Regions from separate parts of the Mus musculus genome. Here region 2 is linked to region 1. Evidence: chromatin contacts called from public HiChIP or PLAC-seq data. All regions are on one chromosome and are shown on one strand. The core of a region is the stretch at or near the end of the contact, and the rest is flanking DNA. Distances in the headings are between cores, read along the strand shown. Region 1 has its middle 63 kb from the start of Gm39777. Region 2 has its middle 20 kb from the start of Gm39777.

Region 1 (4,388 bases), core at 1,658-4,157:
ACTGCTACTGTATAAAGGACACAGTGAAGCAGCAGGACGCTTTGGCACACTGAATGAGTAGCTATCATGTATCTGATGAATGCTGGAAGATTCTGGAAGGATTGAACACAAAGTTACAGAAAGGCTGCCTTTTAAGGACTCAGCTCCAGAAGGCCTCTACACACACACACACACACACACACACACACACACACACATACACACACACACACAAACATACACACTTACACACACGCGCACACAGTCAACATTCACTCTTAAACACACATACACTCACACATGCACACTCACATATGCACACTCATACACTCACACACACTCACACTCAAATACACACTCACACATATGCACACTCACACACTAACACTCAAACACACACACATACACACTCCAACATGGTTTGTGCTAATTCCACCAGGCTAAGAAGCCAGATGAAAGTCTGTCTGAGTTTGTGTCAAGACACTGCCACTACCATTAGCCAGCTATGCGACCCTCAGTGGGTACCTTTCCTCCATGGGCCTCTCAGCATCTCATCTGTCATTCAGCAGATCTCTCAGATGGGGACCTGGGAAGTTCAGAACTTAAGACCTTCATGAAGGGTCAATAGGATCACCGAAGTCTATGAGCAAATTTCTGACGTCCTTGCTCCTAAGGGCCAAAGTTAGGACCTAGCTCTGGGTTCAGACTTGATTCTGATCCATGCCCTACTTTCTGAAGGATATTCTCAAAAGTGGGGTGAGCGGTGAGCCCCAAATCACTGCAGGAGACCCAAAGTCATTGTCACAACTGTACGCAGAGTGTAGAGCTAACTACACCCAGTGTGTGGTGCCTGTGTTAGCAGGACACCCATCAGTCCCTGTGGTCTACAGGGACTGCTGAATTGGGCAGAATCCTGCAAAGGAGGAAGTTGGGCCTGACAGGGTCAGCCTTGGTGGACTTCTTGGAGCAGGGTTCGCCTTGGTGGTAGCTGCAGAGACCAACTCCCTTTTAAGTTTTCCTCTCCTGTGGTCACGGCTTCCATGGGTACCTGAAGCCTGGAGCAGCCTCTTGTGGGATGGGAGTGAGTCTCAGCCCTCCTGCAGATTCCTGATCTTCGCAAGCCCCTATTACAACCTCAGCATCACCCTACGTACATGTGCAGTTAACCCTGGGAGACACAGAGGTCTTCCAGCACACCAGAGAAATCTTACTGACCACTCAGGAACCCCCGCAGAGACCTAATGGGGACACAAGGCAGATAGGTGCCTCCCACAAAAATGGGCAACCAGGGGAAGGACTTCATTGGGGAATTTTTCAGAGCAGTTGCTCCCCGTGTCCAGCAGTCGCATCAGGCAGCAGACATCACTTCCCAGCCTCAGGAGAACAAACACAACTGCCTAAGGCCTACCAGCCCTTCCCTTTCCTTGAGCAGGTCACAAGAGACAACTTCAGCCAGGTTAATCTTCTTGTATGCCTGTCTAAGATGGCCACCATGTCGCCTGCCCAGGAGGCTCTATCAGACAGGGACCAGAACAGAGGCTCCAAGGAGAAGCCCTCGCTGAGACACGACTAGGCCCAAGTCCAGCTGTCTGCCACAGAGTGATGCTCTGGCTTCAGCTCAGGCCGACTGAAAGTCCCACAAAGGTGGTCAGCCCCACTAGTGGTGAACAACAGTATTGCTCAACCCCAGGGCCCCCAAAGGCAGCGGGAGGGGTCAGTTCAGGAGCCCACAGCTATTTCCACAGGGGGAAAAAAATGTCTTCAGGCCTCCCAGGGGCTCACATCCCAGCTGTGACTCAGGGATCCCTGCTGCCAGATGGCTTCTTGTCAGATTGCTTGGGCCCTGGCTCCTGTCAAAGCGAGGGCTTCTCTAAGCAGGGCCCTAAGGTCAGCTACATAGCCTTTAGGACCTAGGCCTCTCTTCCTGGCAGAGGCCCAGCCAACCTAAGTCCAGTGACAAATGATATGACCTGAGCTCCCCACCTATAAAGTGTACCTTCAAGCTGTGGGATGGCTCACAGGACCCTAAGAAGCCACAGGTTTGTTCAACCCGGTAGAGCTGTAGGGCCTGAGCCCTGCAGGGCTGGGTCCCCAAGCACAGCCTTCCACAGACACTCACACTGTTTCCCTGTGCAGCGGGCAGCAGGCAGCTCCATCAGATTTAATTTTATGCCACATTTTCAAAACCAATATGAGGCTGTTTTGTCAGACCTATGTCTGTACCATGTACAAAGACGGCAACACGTATGTCCCGCACGTCCTCACGAGCGGCAAGCCTTTCCAACCTAGAGGAGCCTGACTGCAATGGCAGAAAGTGCACAGGCCTAGCAGGGAGGCTGTGGACCCCTCCTGGAGGGCTGGACCTATTGCATGTACCAGTGTCCCTGGAGACCCTGAAATCTTTGCAATACCTCCTCGTACAACAAAGACCACAGGGGCAAGGCACCTACCTAGCTCAGGATTGTTCTGGCTCAGGAGGGACAGAAGGATGGTCCGAGCTGCATTCCTCCCCATAGTACACAGCGAGTGGCCAAGATCGAGGACACCATGAGAGGCACTGACAGCCAGCCCTATAAAACCACAGGAAGCATCGAAAAGTTGCCGGAGCTGGAGGACACCGAAAGAAGGACACCCTGATGGCCATGTCCCTTGTCAGGCCCTGGGGGGTGATGGAGGGATGACAGAGCTTGCTGGAGAAAAGGCCAGGGTGCCTCTCTCCATGGAGCTAGCAATGTAAGCATGGGATGAAGCTCTGTGCTCAGCCTCCTGTCACATGGAAGGCCTGGATGGGAGAGCCCGGTTATTCCCTAGAGAGACCCTGGACTATGCACTTCCGGGGAAACCCATCCGCCATCCCACTCCAAGCAGGGCTAGGAGGGAGCTTGGGATGTATCTCATGTTCTGTGTCACCAAACCATGGCGAGCTTCATAGTTTCCCACTGACGTCAGCGGCGTGGTCTGAAGCGGCTGCAAAAGCCTCGGCAGCATAATTGCAGCTGTCTCCGCAAAGCGAAGTCAGATGGTTTTTCCGACCTCCAGCCCCCGCTCCTCCCCAGGCCTCTCTCCTTTTTATTATGTTCCTTGGGCCCCATCCAGATGTTCCCTGCAACAACAACCCTCCAAAAATTTACAAAGAGGGAGCGAGAGTGAGCAGCTTCCTGCCGGCTGGGGTGGAAGTAGCGACGTGGCAGTGTGGGGGCAGCCACGTCTACAGGCCTGGCGGGCGGGGGAGTGGCCATACTCAAAGAATCAGGCACATCAGACACCCTTCAAAGTCCATGTCTTCTTCACCCCATGCCTAGGATCCTGAGGACATGGCTGAGGGGCTGAGGGGTTCACACTGCCTCTGGCTCAGATGGGGAGGCCTCAGCCAGACTGTGGCTGAGTAGAGACCAAGGCACTGTGGTCGAGATCAGGCCCACGTTCAGACTGACCTGGCATCGGGCCAACTACACATGTAGCTAGGGTCTCCATGCTATGAAGGCGGTGGCTAGAGCTTTCATTGAGATCAGTCTTCGTCTGAGCTGGCAGCTGGGTTCACCTCACCTGGATGAGACCACCTGGAGACAGACACAGTCCCTGGTCAGGTAGACACTGGAGCAGAGGAAAGAGGGGATGGACTCTACAGCTTTGCAGGACAATCATCAGAGGCTCCAAAGCAAGCAAGGGCCACACAGGGCCACACAGGAGCACACAGGGACAGGCATCCCTTACTGAAGAGCTATGCCCAAGGCTCAGGGCTGGACCTGGAACTACTAGGCCACAGGCACTATGGGAGAGCTGTCCACAGGGGCACATGCTATGTTCCACCATTCCTGGATGTCAAGGAAGCCTTTCTGGGAGCAGTGGCCAGCTTCTACTGCCCCACAAAACACTAAGCCTCAATGCTATCTTAAGAGATGCTGGCCCTACCCAGTATATTCCTGCCCTGGAGTGCTGACCCAAGTAGTCAGAGAGAGAGGGAGTTGAGGCCATCAAGGGGTCAGCAAGCTAGGAAAGGAATCAATAAACTGTAAGGCAAGACCTATGAGCCCCAGGCTATTACAGAATGACCCACGACACCTCCCTGTCTCCTGCCCTCCCAACCACTCAACTGAAATGCTAGTCCTGAAGCTTTGGGTCTCCAAGGCCACCTCAGATCCAGGGATGTGTTGAGAGCCTTGGAGCTCCCGGCAGCTCTCCTAACGCTTGGGGCTTGCTTAGGGACAGGATGCATGCAGACACCAGCAGAGAGGACAGAGCCCAGGAGAAGCCAGGCCTATACTGTCACAGGTTCCCATCCAGAGAAGGCGTGTTGTCTGCACGGTCTCCTGAATGTGTGTGAGTGAGCCAGGTGAGCCTATGGGGCCTCCACACTGGGGAGGGGGTTGTTACTGGAAGTGGGCTGCCTGAGCACCATGTAAGAAAAT
Region 2 (4,477 bases), core at 957-3,456, 84 kb before region 1:
CATCTGCCCACCCAATCTCAAGGCCATGGGGACCTTGCAGAGAGTGTGGGGGCTGGAATGCACTATGCAGGCCTTGTAGCCAAGGGAGACTGGGCTGACCCTCCATGGGGACCCATTCATCCACGTCAGTGAACTTAATGGAAGACCTGTCAACAGGTCCAAGGATGGGTGACATGGTATAGTCCACTCTAGGACCTCACATATATTATGACATGATGGTCCCCATTCGTAGTTCAGGGACAGTGTCTACATCTGAGGGGAAGGTGGATGGGTCCATAGACTATCTGCGGGATGGGGAAGGGCAGAGACCTTCCTCCTGCTTGGACTCTGTGGTCTGTGGCCCTGTCCTTCCTGCCTCTCAATAGGTGTTGGCTGAACTCTGACAGGTTGGGGACAACTGACAGACATGCTTCACAAAGAAAGAAGGCAGTGAGGCTGTCACATGGCAAAGGCAGAGACCCTCTGTCCCTAACACGTTTATGAAAAGACAATTGAGGGCATCAGAGAATGTTATTTTCACCTGGTATGGACATGGTGTCCTCAGCCACCACCCCTGAGTCTCTGTGTGTGTCTCCTTTCTGCTCTTCCCCCACCCAGACAACAGCACAAGCTGACTTGGAGCCCTAGCAGTGTGTCAGATCCTGGGGAAGCCTGTGTTCGGGGTGTTGTAGAATAGACCCTGCCTTCTCTCTGGAAACATCAGAAGGTTTGACACCCGGGACTCAGTCTAGGCTGGAGTATATCACTCAGACCCACGGACTACATCCCTTGGAAGCTGGAGACCCCTTCCTATGGAAAATGTGTGTCATGGAGGCTTCAGACTGCTCCATCCAGAAAGCCAGTAAACAAGCTGGCAATATCCCTTGGTTGGAAAACCAGCAGGCTAATGACAATCACAGACTCCATGGAATAACCAGGCTAGGAGCCACAGACAGAGTAGTCTCAGCTCTTCCAGGGCCTCATGTTCTCTGCACTTTCCCTCAGAGCCCATCCTGTGAGGACCTGCCAGAGCGGATTCCACCATGCCAGCATGCTGCCTGCGAGCGAAAGCATAACGTGCACACATGGTCATGATGGAGTATGCAGACTGATGGTCGGCTGTGCACCCACGTACAGTGTCCTCCAGCTAGTCGAATAGCTCACCTGCACAGAGACCCTTCACCTCAAAGCCAGGACAGGCCTGCTCTGCTTACCCACCAGCAGTGTGAGAGGTTGGGGCCACAGGCAAAGAAGGACTGGAAGGCCACTTGTTGCTGTGACTTCATTTGGTAAGAGCGGGTTTGGGGACAGAAGAGTTTACATTTCCTTCCTTGCACTGGGACAGAGGAGAGAACTGGAAGACACCTGTAGAGCAGGCCTGTCATGGGGGAGATGGGAAGACATCACTGGGCTTATGCCCCAGGCTTCATCTGGAATCAGAGAAGCTGGTCCCTTCCTGGGAAGAAAAGGATGGCAGGTTCCATGGCCATAATTAAACCTTGCACCCCCCAAGATTTCAGCAGGAGCTCAGTACCAACAGAGACTCCCCAAGTAAGGGCCTAGCCCACCTCTGCCTGTAGATAGAGAAACTGAGGAATGCACACAGGCTCCATTTCTGTGCAGGCAGAGCTCAGACTAATGTGAGCCAAGCACCAGGATGGCTACAGTCTGCAGCATTGAGAATAAACTCAGAGAGGAAGAGGGGTGGCCTTTGAAGGGCATCTGAAGACATCTCTGAAGAGATGGATTGGGGTGCTGTAAGGCTGCAGGAAGCAGTGGCAACAGGGTTTCCCTCTGTCTCCTCTCATGGCCAATTTCTGTCCCACCCTCTGGATGCTCATTCCCCTGCCTTGGGAGATCAGGAGGGAACTGGACATGGCTTTCCCGTACCCCCCTCCCTGCCCCCGGGCAACCAGATCTCTCTCCCTACTCTGAGGGCAGTTACAGAGTAGCCACTGCTTTCAGACAGGCCCTTGGTATAGCTGGCTGCAATGGCGACCCAGGGTAGGTTTTAGGAGGACTCCCAGAGCCCCTCTGATCAGTTGGCTCACTGTGGCTCCTCTTGGTCCTAGCACTGTCTGCTTTGTATGTCTGGCCCTCACACCAGAGCCCTGAGCCCAGATCCAGGCATTGCAATTGCTTGTGCAATGCCTAAGCCTGGGAAACTGGGGCCCAGGCAGGGAGGGGTAGAAGCTTCCCCAGAGAATGTTTTCAGGCTGAGTCAGAGCAGGTGGGGGGCTGGCATTGCACATGTGGCCACAGCAGCAGCAGGGGAGGAGGCTCAGGTCCCTCCCCACCAGAGGGGGCCCAGGGAGGGCAGGCAGGGCCTGATTGAATCAGAGGACATAGAAGATGAAGAAAGTTCCATCTTGTTCTAAGAGCCCGGCTCCGCTGGAGCAACGGGGAGACTGTTGAGCAGCAGCGGCTTCCTGCCAGCGAGGCATCTTGCTGGATCTGCCCTGAGGAGCAGATAAAAATAGCCCATTTCAGACTGTGAGTCGTTCACAGGAGAGGGCAGCCTGCGATCAAGGGGTCATGGCACAGCGTTGCCTTGTTGTTCGCTAAACCAGTGACTGCCCATGGCTATTCTACCATAGGTCTGCTCTGCTGGGGGGGAGGGGTGGCTGATGATGGATGATCCGGGACTCCAGAACTCACAAATGCCTCTTCTAGTTTGATACCCTAGTGACTATACTGATATTCTGGCAAAAATGACCAGTTCATACCAGAAGACACCAGGTTAGACACTGTTACTATCCAGAGTCCTTTATTCCTTGTCCCAAAAAATTCCAAAAAGGAGTCTGTTTGTGCTAGGCCTGAGGTTCCTCTGCATAGTGTTGGCGGGTCCTAGGCTGAGTGCTCACAAGGATGTGATGAGGGGCTGCACAGAACCACACACTCCAGAAAGGGTTGGGACTTTTAGGAAGCAGCAGGGGGTGGGGAGCAGCAAGGTGGGGGTGGGGGGCGGCTTCACTGTGGTTTCTGCAGGAAGGGCCAAGGGAGGCTTCCCTGTGGCTGATAACTAGAGGATGCTGAGCTGTAGGAGGGGTGTCCCAGAAAGTATCACCTGGAGAGTGGTTGTGGTTGTTCTCTGGGGAAGGTAGGTGGGGCTATAGAGCCTTGGTGATTGGCATGTGTCTTAGAAGGTGTGTTCACAGGCAAGCCGCCCCTGGCTGTCTTCAGGAATTAGCCTCTTGGGATATCAGAATCCTTGAAACATCTAAGCATCAGAAAACAGAATGTGGCAAATGTGACTGGTAGGAGGGTGAGCTTTGCCCTGCACATCTCTGGTCCCCTCAGAATTGTCACATAGCTGGCTCTTTGGGTCCCTATTAGGTTCTGAGACCTCCTCCCCTTCCGAAGACCTTCTTGAGAAGGTTCAGCAATGCCTCTCCTCTGGGTTGTTCTCTGCTGTCACCGACACCCTCCCTGGTAATCTCTTGGTGACACAGGCAATGGATTCCCATCCCCTTCATATACATTCCTCAGCACAGCTCCCAGGGTTCACCTGACAGCTCTCCCTGGCCCTAGACGCCTATTACCTGTGTCTTTCTTGTGTGGAAGGACCCCTTACCCACTCTCCACCCAAGCTCTCAAGGAGCCAAGTTGCAACATCACAGAGTTTGTGTACTCTCAGCTTAGAGTCAGGGGTGGCAGACCTCCTCTCCCCACCCCACAGGGAGGGAGTTCAGCAGCTCACATCGCCTCTGACTTCTGGTTTGTCAGTTGTTTTTAATTTGAGCCATGTTGGCTCATTGTGTCCTTGTGGCTTATTTCATTTGGTTTAAAATGTTTATTGAGGTGAAGTTCGATCTCATAAATGACCTGTTTTAAGCGATCTATCCCACGGCAGTTACTACATTCCCAGTCTGTACAGCCACCGCTTGCTAGGTTGCTTTTCTGTTTCTCTGAGGAAATGCCTCCACAAAGCAGATCCTGGAGGCAGGCCTTTCAGAGGGATGGAGCCCATCCTGGCAGGCGTCAGGTGCAGGAAGCCGGCCCTGCCGCTCTCATTTCATCCACATACAGGAAGCAGTGAGAGAAAAGCTTCCTTTTCTCCCTGAGTTCAGGGTCCCATCTGTAGAAGAGCGGGGCCACTTTTAAAGCATGTCTTCACACTCGACTTAGTCTAGAAAATACCTCCCTGACGACACAGGCTTGGAGCCTTGTGATGCTGGATCCTGTCAGGTTGGCATTCAGTATTAAACATCACATCCAAAAGTTGTTTCCTGAGGCTCCTACTCCAATGCCACGCTCCAGTTACAGTGTGAGTGAATTGTGGATTTGTCAGAAGTCTGATTGCAGTGCTCTGGGTTCAAGTCCTCTCGGGTCCATCTGTCGTTGATGTCCACTTCCCCTCGAGAGTCTCTGGTTTGATCATGGCGAGACTTCTGATGAACTGTATTCTCCAGTGACAATGAAGTGTGGTTTATCAGTCTTTTGCTCTCTGACAGCCTGATCTGTGTCCTGGTGAGGACATATGTCCCTCCAACCTCAT

Evidence for each region. HiChIP or PLAC-seq counts read pairs in DNA pulled down with a chosen protein or histone mark.
Region 2: a contact with region 1 is called in a CTCF HiChIP or PLAC-seq map of the NIH/3T3 cell line, with 30 read pairs. The contact joins two enhancer-like sites. A contact is called at or near these places in 2 of 15 datasets of contacts at CTCF or cohesin (both in the NIH/3T3 cell line), 14 of 484 Hi-C or Micro-C datasets (the 3T3-L1 cell line, the C2C12 cell line, Th1 cells and 5 more), 5 of 115 datasets of contacts at active chromatin or transcription factors (the NIH/3T3 cell line, embryonic fibroblasts, fibro-adipogenic progenitors and 2 more) and 1 of 9 other capture datasets (embryonic stem cells).

Annotation. Positions count from the first base shown.
Region 1 is chr2:27,773,145-27,777,532 of GRCm38.p6, reverse strand. No RefSeq gene overlaps it. Among named protein-coding and RNA genes, the nearest start is that of Gm39777, 63 kb to the left of the region's middle. Within about 2 kb of position 2,907, at least 91 of the 459 cell types and tissues checked have an H3K27ac peak or open chromatin away from gene starts, as enhancers often do. A contact at or near this core is called in the C2C12 cell line, the NIH/3T3 cell line, embryonic fibroblasts and 4 more, where this site is marked.
Region 2 is chr2:27,856,455-27,860,931 of GRCm38.p6, reverse strand. No RefSeq gene overlaps it. Among named protein-coding and RNA genes, the nearest start is that of Gm39777, 20 kb to the right of the region's middle. Within about 2 kb of position 2,206, at least 111 of the 459 cell types and tissues checked have an H3K27ac peak or open chromatin away from gene starts, as enhancers often do. A contact at or near this core is called in the C2C12 cell line, the NIH/3T3 cell line, embryonic fibroblasts and 4 more, where this site is marked.